Regions from separate parts of the Mus musculus genome. Here region 2 is linked to region 1. Evidence: chromatin contacts called from public HiChIP or PLAC-seq data. All regions are on one chromosome and are shown on one strand. The core of a region is the stretch at or near the end of the contact, and the rest is flanking DNA. Distances in the headings are between cores, read along the strand shown. Region 1 overlaps Sar1b (secretion associated Ras related GTPase 1B). Region 2 has its middle 18 kb from the start of Gm51894.

Region 1 (5,777 bases), core at 1,661-4,160:
CTATCTCAGACCACAGAGTGTCTCTGAATAAAGGAACAGTCGGGCTGACCTTCAGTCAGATCAGAGATCTCCTTACTCTGTGGACCCATATTTAGCTCTATCTTGCTGGAAACTCCTGTGCCTCTTTACAAAATATCTGACCTAGAGGGAGGGGTGCAGAGGGAGTGACCATGCTCCTACTTCCTTCTGGAAGTGGTCACAAAGATGGCTGGACAACTGCTGAAGGGCTGGAATCCTGCGACGGCGGCAGGACTCAACAGGCATGCACACACATGCAGAGCACACTCTGGAGAGGGTGAGCTCGGTCTTCAGAGGTGCTCCTGTTAGCACTTCCTCACTAGCCACAGCCAGTGGACTCTACTCCCTCGCACTCTAACAGTCAGCACCAGCTCAGACCATCCCTGACCCAGTCAGGCGCTTCCTCAGACAAAGCTGAGAGTTGCTCTCCGACAACTCCAACTGCAACTATCATCAGGCTGCCCAGAGGGAGTTCACTGTGTTTAGTTTAATTATTCAACTTACATCAAGTTCTTCTTTTGATTCTAACAGCCTTTCATGGTCTGCACAATCCACAAGAAATACAATGCCATTGATAGCAGGAAGGTAGTTTTTCCATACTCTTCGGGCTAACAAAAACAATCAGGAGTTAGGATTTATGTGTTGGTCAAACCTAGCGGATGGTTTGATGGAAGAGTCCAACAAGGCCTCCAGTGTACTGGCGTCTCCCTTTGGCTGCTATTTTACTGTACAGCCAACTGCATTTTTTGCCAAAGACTTTAGTACCAAATCTTCCCCAGAAAACCAAAACAAATGTCAGACTCTCCGTGATTCGGGGCAATGAAATCCTTTACTCTTCCCCATTAAGAAATAGAGTTAGGAGCAGGAGAAATGGCTCGGTGCTTAAGAGTGCTTCCTGTTCTCCCAGAGGACCGCAGCTTGGTCCCCAAAACCCACATCAGGTGGATCACAACTGCCTGCAACTCCAGTTGCAGGGGAGGGGACCCAACACCCTCTTCTGCTTCCACAGGTGCCTGCACACAGGCTGCACACACATGTGTACACTCACAGACACAGTGACTCTCATTATTAAGGTCACTAGAAAACCACTATAAACTCTCATCAACTAATTTAAGCAGTGTGTGTGTGTGTGTGTGTAAGTGCAGTATTTTTTGACATTTCTCATTTCTGAAGTTTAAGTGGTAAGTATGAAATCAACAACAGATGGGTGTTAGTGCCAAGTACAAGCTTGGCAAGTTACAAACTGTTGTATTCAAAACAGGAAACAATTTTTTTTAAAGATTTATTTATTTTTATTATATATAAGTACACTGTAGCTGTCTTCAGACACTCCAGAAGAGGGAGTCAGATCTCATTATGGGTGGTTGTGAGCCACCATGTGGTTGTTGGGGTTTGAACTTCGGACCTTCAGAAGAGCAGTCGGGTGCTCTTACCCACTGAGCCATCTCACCAGCCCCAGAAAACAAATTTAATTAATGAAAATATTCTAAATAGTGCCACCAGCTAGGGACAAAATGGTCAACATATAGCCTTGTAAGAACATTTCTTCCTCAACTCTGAGAGCATTCAAATGGAGGCTGGAGCCATGGCTCCGTGCTTAAGTTGGATGCTCCTCCCTCCAGAGGACCAAGGCTTTGTCCCAGCACCCACTAGCTTTTCACAATCATCTCTAACTCTAGTCCCAGGGAATCCGATGCCCTCTTCTGACCCTGAGGGCACCAGGCACACGAGGTACACAGACAAGCATGTGTGAAAAATACTCAAGTAAGTAAATCTAAACAAAAAGCATTTTCTTTCAGTAGTAGAGAAACATTTCTCCACTGTCTTCAAGCTTACCTTGTTTCTCATGACAAATGTGCTGCTTCTCTGCTTTGATTTCTTATTTCTGTGTGTGAGAGTGGGGGGAAGCACGTGTGGAAGTCAGAAAACAAATGTTGGGCGTCTGCTCTCTCCTTATACTCAACTCGGCAGCAAGCGCCCACGGCTACTGAGCCACCTCCTGGCCTGATATGCTTTCCTCTCTCTTAGCTGCGATCTCTGCGGGCCCCATGTCTTTCTGCTTCCCTCCTCTAGGTGTTCTTCTCAGTTAATGGCCCGAGCACTTTCATTTCTGGGGCTTTAGTGTTGTTTGCATCACATTGTGCTTGGTATTCATCGAGCTCTTTGCATTTGAGAGGTGACAGTTTTCTTGGATTTATTGCACTTTTTATGCATAAGTGCTTGCCTGCATACGTGTCTATGCAGCGCATATGTGCCTGGGAGCCAAGAAGAACAAAAGGAGCTGGATTCCCTGGAACTGGAGCTATGGGTGGCTGTGAATCTCCATGTGGTTGCTAAGACTTGAACCTAGGTCCTCTGCAAGAGCAACAAGCATTCTCAACCACTAAGCCGTCTCTCCAGCCCTAAGTTTCCATTTTCATCAGAGTGGAAAAACTGGGATCTGATATCTCACTTATTTTTTTCTATCCCTTTCCTGGGGAATTCCTGGTACACATGCATTTTACCCCAGCTTTTTAAATGTTTTTATTTTATGTGTATGAGTTGTGCTGGTATGTATGTGTGTCTGTCCACGTGCATGCAGTCCCCACAGAGGCCAGCAGAGGGCATCAGATCCCCTGGAACTGGAGTTACAGAAGGTTGGGAGGCATCACGTAAGTGAGAGAATTAAAGCCGGTCAGTGCATTCAGTGCTCTTAACCACTCTGCCCGCTCTCCAGCCCATTCTTCAGGTTCTTAAAATGTAGGTCAAGAAAAATCTGATAACAGTCAAAGGTTTCTGAATGTTCAAGAACAAAAACAAACTAAAAAACCGGAGCGCCTTGATTCTGGTGTGTCTCCGGCACTGCTGGCTCACGTGCGTCTGTTGCAGCACTTGGCTTCCCCGCAGTCTTGGTGCAACCACATGAACATGTACTGGGCACATCACACCACACAGCTCCAAGCAACACTGCTTCAGATGCCCTGGCTCGGATTCCCGACTACCATGTGAGGAACTGCAAGGTCTTAGCTGTGCAGACAGTTTTCTGTTCTTCTAGAAACATAACGGGCTGGAGAGGTGGCTCAGTGGTTAAGAGCACTGGCTGCTCTTCCAGGGAACCTGGATTGACTCAGTTTCCAGCACCCACACGGCAGTTCACAACTGTGTGTAATTCCAGTTCCAGAGGATCTGACACCCTCACATAGACATACATGTAGCCAAAATACTAATGCACATGAAATAAATTTATAAAAAAAGAAAGAAAGATATGGTTTAATTTCAGAAAGCAAAGACTTTCAATATTTTCCTACCACCGTTTCTCAGAATGTAAGTATCAAACTAATATAGCTCTGCATTGTACTGTTTTTGAATGACTTATTTTAAAAACTGTTGCTTAGGGCTGGCGAGATGGCTCAACGGGTAAAAGCACTGACTGCTCTTCTGAAGGTCCCGAGTTCAAATCCCAGCAACCACATGGTGGCTCACAACCACCCATAATGAGATCTGATGCCTTCTTCTGGTGTGTCTGAAGACAGCTACAGGGTGCTTACATATAATAAATAAATAAATCCAAAACAAAAAAACAAAAAACAAAAAAACCCTTTTACTTAAGTTGCTGATTGCGGTTGCATAAAAAGAGGGTAAAAATCATTAAATCATTAAACACCCAAACATATAAAAGTAAATAAATCTTAAAAAGAGAAAGAAAGAGCCAGGCCTGGCGTGGGTCTTGAGTTTGAGGCCAGTCTGATCTAGAGAGCGAGTTTCAGGACAGCCAAGGCTACACAGAGAAACCTTGTCTCAGAAAAAAAAGGGAATTTGAAAAATGTTACAGATTCTGTCTCACAGTAAAAATATTCAGCTATCATTTAATTCTTTATGTAAAAACAAGCAAATATAGCCATCTTATTAGTATGCAAATTTGCCTTAATCTTTAATAAGTGGTAAAATTATATGTATATATGTATCAAAGACTTTTTACAAATAATTCTTTGATTTTTTATTAAAAATTAATTAACTAAAGTCTATAAAAAAATCATGAAGGTAAAGCCGGGCGTGGTGGCACACGCCTTTAATCCCAGCACTCGGGAGGCAGAGGCAGGCGGATTTCTGAGTTCGAGGCCAGCCTGGTCTACAGTGTGAGTTCCAGGACAGCCAGGGCTACACAGAGAAACCCTGTCTCGAAAAACCAAAAAAAAAAAAAAAAAAAAATCAGGAAGGTAATTTTTTTTCTTGAGACAGGGTTTTGGAACAGGGACATCCTTGGCTGTCCTAGAACTCACTCTATAGAACAGGCTGCCCTCTGCCTCCTGAGTGCTAGGATTAAAGGTGGGCACCATCACCACAGGCTCAATTTTTATTCTTAAAAAATAAATTTTATTATTTTATGTGCATGCGTGTATTGCCTGCATGTATGTATGTATGTATGTATGTATGTATGTATGTATGTGTACTGTGTGTACCTGGTTCCTGTGGAAGTCAGAAGACACCAGAGCCCTTAGAACTGGAGCTAAAGACAGTTGTCAATTAGCCATGTGGGCCTCTGGAAGAATAACAAGTGCTCTTAACTCTCCAGCCTGAGAAAACAATTTTTAGACTACTCTGATGAGAAGTAACTAATGACTTGAGCTTTATGGCCTAGCTGAAAAATATTGTAGAGATGAAATTTCAAGCAAACTCCATTTGATTCTATATTTTATCTATGTATATTATTAGTAGTAGTATTACTAATGATGTACCTGTGAGTACAAGTGTGTGCGTGCAGAGCAACTTGTGGAGTTTAGAGGATAGCCCGTGAAGTCTGCTCTCTCCTTTCGCTGTGAATGCTGGAATTGAACTTGGTTTTCAGGTTTGCAAGGGAAGCACTCTGACCCACCAAGCCATCCTCCCAGCTCTAGATTCTAATTCTCTAATCTTTATACCCCAGAGATTAACACATGTGTCTTAAATGTGCTTTCACTAGCCACAGCCACTGAAAGTCTTTTCCAAATATATGTCACAGGCTTTAAAAATACCTTATTATTATTATTATTATTATTTATGGAGCTGGGAATGAAGCCCATGTGAGGTGGTATGCCCTCACACAGCATCAGCACTGTGGGTTGGCACCCCACACTAACACCAGGCTTTAGGGGGCCTTTAGGTCTGGAGCATTTGCTACTTGTGCTGTACCATGTGACCCACATGCTAAGAGTTATTGGGGTATAAAAAAAACGGACAGGAAGTCCACAGAAGTTCAGCTCAGGGTTCAGGACAGTCCTCCCACACTTGCTGCAGAAACGTACACAGAAGCACTAAGTTCCATTAGGACAGCAGAGCACTCCTAGCTAGGGAGGCTTCTCCGGGGAAGAGCCACACCTCACAGATGGGATTTATGAGCAGAAGCCAAGGGGAGAACAAGAGGGCAGCTCTGATGGGAGAAAGGACCAGAGAATTCGGGATTATGACAGCTCTGCCTGTCATGAGAAACAGGTTCATGTGGTTCAAGAAATGGCTCAGTGGTTAAGAGCACTTGCTGCTCTTCTGAAGGTTCTGAGTTCAATTCTCAGCACCCACATAACAGTTCACAATTGTCTAATGCTGTGTACTGGAGTGCAGATGTACATGCAAGGTACCCATACACATAAAATACATAAATAAACAAAACAGGTTAGTTACTGGAGCTTTTAGGGGTGGGGGGAACAGTATCATGTGTTCATAATATGATTCTGACAACAGATGAGGTACCCTGAAGCAAAGAGAAATTCAAAGCTAAATTTTCCTCATACCTCACCCACAAGCAG
Region 2 (5,777 bases), core at 1,262-3,761, 550 kb before region 1:
TAACTACTATGGGGGGGGGAGGGGAGGAGAGGGAGAGGGAGGGGAGGAGGAGGGGGCATGGAGAACTCCTGCGGAAGACGGAGGAATTTCTAAAGTCAATTTTCCCCTCCCACCTTTGCATGGTTTGGGGGGATGGAACACGGGTCACCAGGCTTGTGGGACAAGCCCCTTTTCTTGCTGACATCCCGTCATCCTATTTGGCTTTTTATGAGTTAGTGTCTCGTGTATTGCACGCTGACCTCCTGATTTTGAATTCCTGATCCGACTGCCTCTATCTCCCAAGTTTTGGGATTACAGCTGTGCACCATAGACACCTGGTTGGCTCCACTTGTGACTTTTTGCTTTTGTTTTTGTTTTTGTTTTTGTTTTTTGAAACAGTGTTTCTCTGGGTAGTCCTAGCTGTCCTGGGACTCACTCTGTAGACCAGGCTGGCCTCCAACTCACAGAGAAGCACCTGCCTCTGCCTCTACCTCCCAAGTGTTGGGATTACAGGTGTACGCCCCCACTCGCTGTTCACTCGTGGCTTTACCAAGATGTCCACTCAGGGGTGTTTTCAATTCTGCTCCTGTGGAATCAGTGGGGTGGGCGGATGTGCTGCAGAGCCCCCTCCTCCCAAAGCACCTGCCCACACACCTACGACAGCCAGGGGGAAAGCAAATGGTGTCATCACAGCCCTTCCAGTGCCAGGGGAACCCCCAAAAAGGCCCAGGTTGGGCTCTCCATATTATCTTTTGCTCATCAATGAGATGTCTTCTCTGACGGCAGCACCCAGAGTTCACTATGACATCTCCAAAGTGAGAAATGGGTCCTCAGGAGGCTTCTGCCTGCTTTACTTTAACTGGCCAAGGACTCAGCAGGGAGGCCTGGGAGCCTCTCTATATAATGTGCAAAACAAGGCTGTGTATCTTGCCCAAACGAGCTATGTCTCTTTCACAATAAGAATTAAGGACACACACACACACACACACACACACACACACACACACACACACGCCAAAACACTGACTTGAGCTGAGCATGAACCATTGGGCAGACTTATGCCTAACACTAATACTGGGGAGGCTGAGGCAGGAGGATCCCCATGAGTTCAAGGCCACCCTGGGCTACGTGTAAGACCTATGGTAAAACTAACAAATGGCTGGAGATGCAGCTGTTGGTAGAGTGTTTGCCTAACACGCACAAAGCTCTGGGTTCAAACCCCAGTGCTGTTTACCAGGGTGTGGTGGTCCACGCCAGTGTTGCCAGCACTTGGGAGGTGGGAACGGAACGATCAGACTGTATAGTTCATCTTTGGCTACACAGTGAGATTCAGGCTAATCCTGGTTCCTTGAGACCTCGCCTCAAAAAACAAATCCCTCAGGGGCTGGCTGCCATCCGGATTGCCACATGGGCAAGAAGGGAAGAGGTTAAAGCACTTTGGAGGAACAGCCACAGACCCCAAAAGGGCACAGCCATAAAACCTGGGTCCTAGGTACTGTGGGGGCCTCTGCAGAGTATCGGAAAGAAGCAGGAAGCCGGCCTCAGGCCTGACAGTGTGTCCCCAGTGGCCCCAGGTTCCCGCAGCTGGGGTCAGGGCTGAGCCTGGTAGCCTGGAAACTGAATTTCAGAGAAAGACAAGCTTTGCTTGATCACCTGGCAAAGGATCTCTGAGTCTTGCCTAGGACCCCAGCCGGCTGCCTTCCCCATGTGGTCCTATCCTGGAGCCCCATAAGGACCCCCACCCAGGTCAGAGCATCCTGGGGGGGTCATTCCCTGAGGATTAGGGCCCACCCAGGGTGACCTTGCCAAACAGTGCTCTGGAGCTAGGCACCACCCCCCCCCCCAAGGCCACCACACACCCCTCAGCCACCACCCTTGGAGTTCCTGAGGTGACCCATTTCCCTCTCTCTTCTGCAGCTTCAAAACAAACCAAAACACAGACCAACATCCTTTGTTTGTTTGGAGGATCAGAGCCGGGGAGAGCGCTCTGTGGGTTTTCACTTGAAAACAAGGTTGTTTGAGTGGGGAGCAGAAACCCAAGGCAAAGGACAGAGTCTCTTGTGGCCACGTGCTTTCTGGATGAGTCAGGGCAGGGCGGGGGAGGGGGACACTCAGCAGCAAGGCTGTCTGCTCACCGCTTTGAGGGGCCGGAGCCATGGCCACCGCCACTCACGCTGGGTAGCGTTTCTTTGAGGATAACTAGGCCCAGGTAGGGCCAGGCTTCTCATTCAGTGGCTCCAGAATTCCTTACATGGGTGGGAATGGATTAAGTTGATGCAAGCCCCTAGTGCAAATTTATCTCCATCCCTTAGTTCACAGGCCCAGGCTAGATGTCCTGCCCCAAGGGACAGGCTTGGCCCATCTAGCACGGGCTGTCTCCAGGGTGTGCAGTCAGGTCCTGTCCAACTGACCTGTTGGATCTGAGCTTCCTGGTGAAACTGGAATCTCTGAAATGCCTGCCTTCAGGAGAGGGTACGCGGTAGAGCAGAGACTAGCATACCCTTTGGGCGCCTGTGGTCTCCACACAGAGTGTGTGGGTGTAGGAGACAGGCTGATGGGGACTGCCTCTCGGCAGCCTTCACGGGCACCTGTGAGTGGCAGTCTGAAGGGTGGTGGCCGGCAGACAGCCTATAGAGTGATATTCCAAAGCCTGAACCATTGTAGCTCCCGGCTGATTCCTGGTCTCGCCTGATAGTTTTAGATGCACCATCTTATTTGTTCTTCACAGGCAGTTATGCTAGAGTGGATGAGGCCGCCGGGGTTCAGAAAGGCAGAGCAACTACTCAAGGACACACAACAAGCCAGACTAGGAGCAGCTCAGCTTTGGACCACACCAGGGCCAGGAACTAACTCACTCAGAGCAGGATTCAATTGCCTGGTGGGAGGTGACTATAGAATGAGGACTTTCGCTGCCAACAGCTCCTCATTCTCATTCTGATGGCGCACTCATGATGGGGATGGGTAGGCTTTTGTTAAAGGCCACCATTTTTTAGTCCTTAGGAACTGAGCAAAGCAGTGGCTCCCAATCTCATCCAATCCTCCCTGCATCCCCAGAGGGAGGTATCTTCATTAGCCCATTTCAGAGATGATAATGCTGAAGCAGGGGTCTGCAAGATGGCTCAGCGGCTAAAGGCGATTGCTGCCCAGGTCTGGTGACTGAAGTTTGGTCCCCGAGATCATAAAAAGTGGAAGGAGAGAACCAACTCCACAGAGCTGTCCTCTGACCTCCGCACATGTCCCCATAGTAGGCGTGCTTCCTAACACAATAATAACGTGTAAGATAAAATAAGAAAGAAAAAGCTGAGCAGACGGTGCCTTTCTAAAGCACTGCACGGCAGGCGCTCTTCTGGATCCCACCCAGTCTCCCCTTCCCTCCTGGGGGTCTGCTCTAGGATCAACTTGAGTTGCACTTTGGAACCTAAGCTTCAAGGTCACCCCCTCTTGCTGGCGGGACATCTGCACGGGAACTCTGTTCCTTCCCACCCTTGCTCAGCTTACATGGCACAGGTGTGCGCCAACGGCCCCCACCAACGGCAGCCAACATCCGGGTGTCTGCTCCCCACCAGTGAAAGACCTGAGCCATATTTCTTGCCTGCGTCCCCAGCTGCTGGGCCCACAGGAAAGCCCCCGGGGTGTCCTTGAACTCACAAAGCTTTGCCCAGCTAGCTGCCATCTTAGCTCCTACAATGCACATCTGTCTTCCACAGACCGTAGCTCCGTGGCACATGAGGTGTGCGCGGCTGTGTACATCTCTGTGTACACATCTCTCTGTGCACCTGTATGTGAAGCTATATGTGTATATGTGATCTGTGCAGGTTGTGTGTGCACCTCGTTACCCGTGTGTGTTTTCACTGTATGCACGCCATGTGTGAGCTCTGCTGGTCTGTGTGTTTGTAGAAGTAACTGGTACCCACACTGTGCACCCATCACTGGCCCTTCTGTCCACCCAGTCAACACTGCCTCCCGGTGTCATTTTGAGGGTTAGCACACAGAAGAGACCAGCCCCACACATGGCTGACTCCTTGTAAGCTCATCTTCCTTGGAGACACCCTCAGCCTACTCTAGACAGATGGCAGGGCCCAGACTGAAGCATTTGGTGAATGAACTGCTGCTAGGACCAAAGGGTCCAGCAACTCCCAACAGAATGAACTCTGCACAGCCCTGTGCCTTGACGTCTTCAGTCAGATCATGGGCTGAACTTCCACGAAGCCCACAATGAATAAAGTTACAGGTTCCAACCAGCAAAATGGCACATCACATAAAGGCACGTGCCACGGAGCCTGACAACCAGATCCTCATGGTAGAAGGCGAGAACAGATTTCTGGAGGTTGTCTTCTGACCTCCACATGTGCACCATGTGCTATCCTCACCAAATGCATATGCTTTCGTGCATGCATGTGTGCGTGTGTGCGTGCGTGTGTGCATGCATGCATGTGTATGTGTGTGTGAGTGTGCACATGCATGTCTGTCCTAGGGTGTTGGCTTCACATCCCAATGTAACAGACAGACAGGAGTACACCCCTCACCACCTAGAGGACTGAGGTCCTAGCCAAGGCACCAATAGAGCAGTGGCTTTTCAGCGGCTCTCTTCAGTGGCTGTGCCTCTCTCTCCAGCAGCCATGGCTCTCTTTTCTGTGGCCTTGCCTTTTTTCACTGCTGGCCTCTGCTGTCATTCCTTGGCTCCTGACGTGATCCCAGTCCCCACGCCAGCACATCTCCAGCCAGGCTCAGCTTCTGCTGTGATTCCAGCAATGTCACTGAGCCTGCTTGGGGAATGGCCTCTCTCTAAGACCTGAGCTTCCCTATATCTGTAAATCTCTGTTTGCTGAGTAACATAACTTTGTCACAGGCTCTGGGGAGTTTACAATTATGTTAGAGATAAGTGTCAAAACAGGGTAAGAATAGAAAGAAGAAGAAACCCCATAGGTGCCCTAGACCTGTTTGCCAGTGAATCCCCCCTACAGCAAGGAACACATTTTTGCACCACTTTTTCTTCCTTTTTTCCAAATCTGTTGTTTCAAGACAAGGTCTCATGGAGCCCAGGCTTGCCTCAGACTCATCTTGTAGCTGAGGATGACTGATCTCCAGAGGGCAAGGCTTATAGCAGCATGCTGCCATACCCGGATAAACCTGGGTTTCCCCGGAGAGCTGGCATTTCCTGCACCCAGAGCAGAGGCAGAGAAGGAGGCAGCCCAGAGGAGCCCAGCCCTCTTCTGACTTCCTGTGGCTTTTGGAGCCAAGAAAAGGGAACAATTCTCTCCTTTGTGGCGTGTGGTTGTCCCTGACAATGGCATTCTTCAGGAATTAGGATATTAAGGATTTAATAACTACTTGATATGCAGTAAAACATTCCATTACACTTCTGGAAAGCGCCATCCTCATCTCTTACAGGAATCCACCAAGTGTCTTTTAATTAAGCTGGTTCTCAATGAGACTCGTCCTTGGTGCGGTAATTTTCTGAATGAAGCTACCCTGGAGTACTAATTACTTGGTTTCTAATGCCCAAGGTGCTCTGCCAATGTGGTGGCGAGGGTGGGGCTGACCTGCTGGGACGCGACAAGGTCTTTGTGGGCGGCAAATGGATGCCAGAGGTGAAGTCTCCCAGGATCCAGGTTTCAGATACTGCATTCTTACAGTGTCAGGCCACCGGTTTGTGGCGGTTTGATACAACTCCTACTAAGAACTAGTGCACATGAGTAGTTAAGGGGCTACCAACTGTTACTTGTCTCACATTCTATCATACCCACTCTAATTATCTTCTCCTCCTCCTCCTCCTCCTTCATTATTACTATCTTTGT

What was found. HiChIP or PLAC-seq counts read pairs in DNA pulled down with a chosen protein or histone mark.
Region 2: a contact with region 1 is called in an H3K27ac HiChIP or PLAC-seq map of embryonic stem cells, with 4 times the contacts expected there. The contact joins two enhancer-like sites. A contact is called at or near these places in 2 of 39 promoter capture datasets (the 3T3-L1 cell line and embryonic stem cells), 1 of 15 datasets of contacts at CTCF or cohesin (large pre-B cells) and 2 of 115 datasets of contacts at active chromatin or transcription factors (craniofacial prominence and embryonic stem cells).

Annotation. Positions count from the first base shown.
Region 1 is chr11:51,782,999-51,788,775 of GRCm38.p6, reverse strand. Sar1b (secretion associated Ras related GTPase 1B) reads right to left here. Exons shown (of 7, transcript NM_025535.2): 5 at 523-626. Among named protein-coding and RNA genes, the nearest start is that of Sar1b, 22 kb to the right of the region's middle. Within about 2 kb of position 2,910, at least 6 of the 459 cell types and tissues checked have an H3K27ac peak or open chromatin away from gene starts, as enhancers often do. A contact at or near this core is called in embryonic stem cells, where this site is marked.
Region 2 is chr11:52,337,440-52,343,216 of GRCm38.p6, reverse strand. No RefSeq gene overlaps it. Among named protein-coding and RNA genes, the nearest start is that of Gm51894, 18 kb to the left of the region's middle. Within about 2 kb of position 2,511, at least 73 of the 459 cell types and tissues checked have an H3K27ac peak or open chromatin away from gene starts, as enhancers often do. A contact at or near this core is called in embryonic stem cells, where this site is marked.